Linked DNA regions of Xenopus laevis: region 1 is linked to region 2. A link is a contact called in public Hi-C data. All regions are on one chromosome and are shown on one strand. Each heading gives the region's core, a stretch centred on a gene start, on an enhancer-like site or on the middle of the called end of the contact. The rest is flanking DNA. Distances are from core to core; before and after follow the strand shown.

Region 1 (3,424 bases), core at 613-3,112, 370 kb after region 2:
CTGTGTGAAAACGGATGGGTAATAATAATCTCAACATAAAAAGACTGCTTTATTTTAAATGCATTTCTTGGTGCAATATGGTAGAACCTGGGCTTGCCAAGAAAAAACCCAAAACATAATAATTCAAGGAAAAAAGGACAAATAAAATATAAATTAAAGGTGACAAACTACAACAGGTAAAAAATGTGCAAACAAGGAATATACAATAGGAATTTGCCTCCCGTGAAAATACACAAGGCCTAGAGTGTTGGGGGAAGGGAGTGAATTCTCATAGCTATGACTTGCCTGTACTTATGTTTTCCTTTAAAATGTCAAATATATCTTATAATGTACAACCTGTTTCCTACAAATTAAAAAAAAAGTAGGGGATGAGGATCCCCAGCATGCACTTATATAGATTGCAAACTAAGTACAAAAACAGCTGATTAAAGTCTCCACGAAAGTAACACAAATACACAATTCTCTCTGGCAGATACCACATCCTTTTGTTTAGTGGGCTGGAAAAAAATGATTTACAAAAGGATTTGTTGTGTCATTTCAGAGTCCCGACTGAACAAAATTATATTTATAAAAAAAAAAAAAGAAATGAAATCAGCACTTAAATATAGAAAAAAAAAAATGTTTTCTGGCATGTGATCAGCAGGAAGTAACAGCAGACCCTGAAAGACGGATTAATCACAAAAAAACCTCATACACACCAAAAATAAAAGAAAAAAACAGCAACTTAGATAGTTACTTCTTTACTATGAAGCTAAACACAAAAAATCTGACAAATATTCCTGCCAGCTCTGTAAATGTAATTTTCAGTTTAAAGAAAAATTCCAGAGACGTTGCAGCAGTCATTACATAGTTACTTAACCCTTGTTCACATTAGTGAAGGCCCATATGCTTCGTCTCTATCAGGCCTTTCCAGTAATTTACAGCTAAAAAGATAAAAATAGCCATGCTGCCTAGGAAATATTCTCCCCTGTTTATAATCTACATCCAGGAAAGTACAAAAGCCCCCCCTGAAAAAATGTAACTGACTATTTTGTACTAAAACAAAATGACAGGCAAGCAGCTATAGCCAAAATACACTCAGACAAAAAAAATACAAAAAAAGTGTTCAGTACTTACTGTGTTAAATCCATATTAGTTTGTTGCTGTGAGGTATGCTACATCCAGATTTAAAATGGTATAAGAATAAAAAAAAAGTATTCCAGGGAAGGTGCAGGAATATAATAAACAAGTCCTCAATGTATAAAAATGTTAAAAAACAAAAAATACCTTGGGGCAAATCAATCCAGGATGCAGGCTAGGCCCCAAATCTAACCCAGGCATTAGTAAGAAGGGTTTCCTGCCATACAGTATAAAGTGTTTTTTGTTTTAATTTTTCCTTGAAGGCCTTGACTTTTCTTCTAGTGAGAGAGAAGATAAACTTGCCTGATGCTTAAGTTGCCAGCCTCCTGCGTTTGGCTTCCTTGGGGGCTGCTTAATGTTTGTGCTTTGCCAGACTCCATGTTCTCCCCAGCAGCATGTGACAATAATGAAGGGAGAGTGCTCTTCCTTGGCTTGGCTTTTGTGAAAGACTAGGGTAAAAAAACACCACCTTTTTCACTGGGAGAAAAGATTAAAAAAAAATTAAAAAAAAAAGTTATGCCCAAGTTCCTTTAGCACAAGTTAAGCTCTAGCCAGAGTAAGCAGTTTGGCTCATGGCATCCAGACCATGTGACCCAAAGAAAGCACATTTACACTGTAGATATAAAGTGAGTTTTGCACGACAAGTCGCCGAGATGTGACCTGCAAAAGCCCAGTTTGTACATCCATGAGATGGGTAGACAATTTTCAAAAAACAAAAAGCAAGGCTTACCTCTGTGGATGCATTGTAACACAGTGTTATGTCAATACTTATAAAACATGGAGGACAGAGTCTCTGTACTCAGACAGAAAAGGGTTTGGCACTTCAGCTTGATGATCTGTCTCCTTCATAGAAGCCGGGGCAGGATTGGGTGCTTACACAAATCCTAATGTCACGCTTCAGGCCATTGGCTGAAACACTTCCTGAGTGATTATCTTTGTGCAGCTCTGGAAAGCAAAAGGCATCCTGTGCAAGGGAAAAAAAAAGACAGGCTAAGTTAGGCCTTTTTTTTTTTCAACAGCAAAAGACATGTGTTTTAAAAGATCTCCCGAATACGTTACATTTTACAGAAATAAACCCAGGGGTTTTATTCTCATCTACTTGAGGTTTGGAACAAGGAGGACGAATTAAAATAAAAAGCACTGCTATTGAGCCTGCTAAAATAAAAAGACATGATCTGTACATGATTTTTATGATTTTTATGATCATATTATTACATTTAAAAAAAAACCCAAAGGCATGCAGATTCGCAGGAATAATGTTGTGTGATAAGGAGAATGTCAGTAGCAATGTTGTATGGAGGCCAAAAGCACAAAACCCCTGACCACAAACCTTCAGGACACTTTGCTGGCAGCGGCACTGGACTCCTCTTGCACCTTGGGTAAAGAAAGCAGCAGAAGGGTAAATAAAAATCAGTTCACAAAAGGCACAGCAATCTCATGACTAAAGCTCAGAGTGTCAGTTTCATTCAGCAAAGCAAACCTTTTTTTTTTTTTATAATGCCCCATCCTCCCAAGGCCTCCGATTCAAACTGTCTTTAAAGCAACAGACAGAAGGGGGGGGGGGACAAAAGGGGGGAAAAGGCTTCCGCTGTAGCTGAGTGTGAACTGCAGATTTTTAACTCTGCAAGGTCTGTTTTTCATATGAGAGGGGTCCAGGTATCTGTGCAAACGAAGAGACAAAGCCTATTTGTATGTAAATGAATCTCTTTTGCACTTTAATTAACGCTGGGTCACAGCCACCCTCTTTAACAAACAAAGAGAGAAACTGCAAGATAAAACAGCTGAATTTTTATAGCCCTACTTAATCTCTAGGCAAGGTATGTTGTACTCATGTCAGGTAAGTAGCCTCCTATAGGCTTATACCTTGTTACACAGCTACACATCAACACAGGGCATTCCTGGTTTATCATTAAAGAATAATTTGAATATCATTGATTCACCTTTCCAGACTTATAGTATTTCCCACAGTTCAACAAAAGCAACAGCCGGCTATAAATTTATACAGAGATGCCCCTCCTATTGTGAAAATGCCTGTAGGGAGACCTAATGGAGGCTATAAAAGGGCCAACCAGGTAGAATTAAACACAATTGCCAGATGGATGGACTCCCTTCCTACTGTTCCAGTCCTTCGTTGCAAAGACCGGACTTTTTTAAAAAAAATATTATTGGTATGTGTATTGCCGGATATACAGTATACTGGCCCTTTGACCAAAGACTGGACAAGCAGGTTATTGACAAATTTGGCTACAAAGATTGGCCAATACAGGGCTGATCCAATCATTCCTGGGGTTGTCATTAATCTATT
Region 2 (3,132 bases), core at 367-2,866:
TGGATTTTATAGTTTTTGTATTGTTTAATACAAACTTTCTCCAACTCTGCAGAACCAGTGGCTGCAGCAAAATAATCCTCCAAATAGAATCCCAGTTTATCTGTTTAAATCTGGCTCCATGATCTTTGTCCCTGCAGCTGGAGTTGGAAACAGTAAAGGGGATGTAAAGGCAAAAATAAAATCCAATACAAATCTCTACACAGTCGCCAATTGCTCTACAGGGAAACAAACAAAGCTGCTTGAGTTCTGCATGGCTGGGAAGTAAGGGGGGCTCCCCCTGCTGTACATAAGTATGATTGTTTCCCTGCAGAGCAGTTAGGGACCGTCTGACAATTCCTATCCACAGCAGGAAATGAAGGGAGAATTTCACTGCATACAGTCAGGTTTCTTATAAAAACAGTGCATATTTTTTAATTAAAGTATATTGGAGATAGGTTTCTTTTTCATTAAAGAAAGTAAAAATTGGATTTAATTTTTTTGCCTTTACATGCCATTTACGTGGTAAATGAGGAATCAATCTTGAGTAGGGGGGTCCAACCTGCACAGTCCTACCACCAACACCACCACCATCACCATCAGTACTACGAAGTAGACTCATGATTTGCTAAGGAATGCCATATTCTTAAGCAAGTCCCGTTGTCTCCCAGTTACCCACACACTATATACTGATTTGGCTGTTTAGGGCAGCAAATAAAAGCAAATGGTAGGTTGCTGAACTGGTGCAGTTTGGTGCATGTTACCAAATAAATTTTAATTTTATACATGCATGGCACTGATGCCGCCAATAAGGAATTGTTTTACTGTGTAGTTTGCCAGCAAATATGTCTTTTTCCAGGACATATGGGAAGAGCTGAGTAGATATCACTGCAAGGAACCTTAAACACACAGTAAACCTGCTTAGCTTATATTGGGCATCAAGTATTTGCCAGCTGGTTTTCTGATTGTTTATACTGTCTGTGCGACTGACATTGACTGAGTCAGGACCAGTCTGATTACTCTTTGTCGACCTACAGGTTCTATAGGTCTGGGCTGGACTTTTTTGCTGTACGGTGGGGTGGGCCTCCTGGCCATTACCTTCATCTACTTCTTCATTCCTGAAACCAAAGGACAGTCCCTGGAAGAAATCGATCAACAGTTGTCAGCGAAAAGGTATGGATATTAGTTACCTGCTCTTATACTAACCCATCGTCTATCATTCCATTCTATAATAATAACAACAATAATTACATTGGAGAACATTACTGGTGGGCAGTTGGTCAACACTTGAGGTCAGTGGGTGAAGTAGTCCAGCCATCTACATACAGTACCTCCAACTTAGGTAGATGCTTCTCTCTGGCCCAAGCTACATCATATATGATCAGGTATCTTAACCTCTTCTAATCAAGGACAACCCTATCTGCAGTGTGGCTATTGCTGGGATACTGGAGTGGGCTTCCTAAAGCTTTGGGCTCACCACTCTCGAGGGTCCTTATTGTATTTTGGAATGGACTGAGCAGAAAGGGTTGGCTGAAGCCAGTCTCTTGCAGCTGGACCATATAAGGTTTTATGGCTGCACCACTGGGATTACTACTAGTTGTTAGAATAGCTGCTGAATTTGAATAGGTGCTTTAGAGACAGTCCTGCAACATGTTTATGCATTTTATGTATAGAAGACCCGCAGTTCAGGTCAGGTTTGGGTGGCTGCTATAGGTAGTTAGGTGGAGTGAATAGGGCAGATCATTCCCTTCTGTTATATAATGCCAGTATCTCCCTTTCTTAGTTTCTTTTCCCTTCATAATGCCCTAAATACCCCATATATATTATTCTTGCAATAAAAAGGTTTGTTGACCAGGTGTGGTATTTAGTTAGAAGTGTGCAAATGTACAGGCTGGTGTGGGTTCGGAGATGGGAAATGCAAATGTTTAGCTTTAGTGACAAAGGATTTCTTCAAACATTGCAGTCTTTTAGCCCAGTCCACTGCTTAAATTACTAACTACCTGCCCCTCCCCCTGTAAGCTTTCATCAGTGTACTAGCCCCACCCACTGCTTGCATAACAGACTTCCTGCTCCTCCCCCTGTAAGCTTCCATCTGACTGTACTTGCCCCACCCAGTGCATGCATTACAGACATCCTGTCCCCCCTAAGCTTCTATCTGCGTGTATTAGCCCCACCCTGTGCTTGCATTATAGACTTCCTGTTCCTCCCCTGTAAGCTTCCATCAGAGTGTACCAGCACCACCCTGTGCTTGCATTACAGCCTTCTTTTCCCTCCCCCTGTAAGCTTCTATCAGTGTTATAACCCCACCCTGTGCTTGCATTACAGACTTCATGTCTCCCCCTGTAAGCTTCCATCAGAGTATACTAGCACCACCCTGTGCTTCCATTACAGACTTCTTGTTCCTCCCACTGTTAAGCTTCCATCAGAGTGTACCAACCCTACCCTGTGCTTTCATTACAGACTTCCTGTCTCTCCCCCTGTAAGCTTCCATCAGAGTGTACTAGCCCCACCCAGTGCTTGCATTACATACTTCCTGTCCCTCCCCCGTGAGCTTCCATCAGAGTGTACCAACCCCACCCTGTGCTTGCATTACAGACTTCCTGTCCCTCCCCCGTGAGCTTCCATCAGAGTGTACCAGCCCCACCCAGTGCTTGCATTACAGACTTCCTGTCCCTCCCCCTGTAAGCTTCCATCAGAATGTACTAACACCACCCTGTGCTTGCATTACAGACTTCCTGTCTCTCCCCCTGTAAGCTTCCATCAGAGTGTACTAGCCCCACCCTCTACTTGCATTACACACTTCCTGTATCTCCCCCTGTAAGCTTCCATCAGAGTGTACTAACCCCATTCTGTGCTTGCATTACAGTCTCCCTGTCCTTCCCCCTTGAAGAATTTGGTATAATGTCTATAAAGTTTTAATAAGGCTGGGGGAAACCATGTTTCTTACGCTCATGGCTTCCTGCTGTTTTTCACTATAGTCGCTTAAAGCCAGCTAACCAGGAAGTGAGTGGCGCAATGGAGAAGCGTTTCCCCCAGGCCTCAGGAAAACAGCACATGCAATAACATGTTATCAAGGTATGGGGTGGCTCGATGCCATGTTAACAATTCACATTTCCTTTTTGAACTGATGGAACTGTGTGCTCACCACATTTTATT

What was found. Hi-C and Micro-C count contacts between places; a contact is called where the count stands out from the background.
Region 1: a contact with region 2 is called in a Hi-C map of the XTC cell line, with 5 times the contacts expected there. The contact joins the promoter of zmynd8.S here to the enhancer-like site in region 2. A contact is called at or near these places in 2 of 4 Hi-C or Micro-C datasets (the XL177 cell line and the XTC cell line).

What each region holds. Positions count from the first base shown.
Region 1 is chr9_10S:8,548,966-8,552,389 of Xenopus_laevis_v10.1, forward strand. zmynd8.S (zinc finger, MYND-type containing 8 S homeolog) reads right to left here and starts at 1,863. Exons shown (of 21, transcript NM_001177440.1): 1 at 1,850-1,863. The coding sequence starts at 1,863.
Region 2 is chr9_10S:8,181,450-8,184,581 of Xenopus_laevis_v10.1, forward strand. slc2a10.S (solute carrier family 2 (facilitated glucose transporter), member 10 S homeolog) reads left to right here. Exons shown (of 7, transcript NM_001092560.1): 6 at 1,014-1,149. Among protein-coding and RNA genes, the nearest start is that of slc2a10.S, 9.3 kb to the left of the region's middle. Within about 2 kb of position 1,617, at least 2 of the 7 cell types and tissues checked have an H3K27ac peak or open chromatin away from gene starts, as enhancers often do.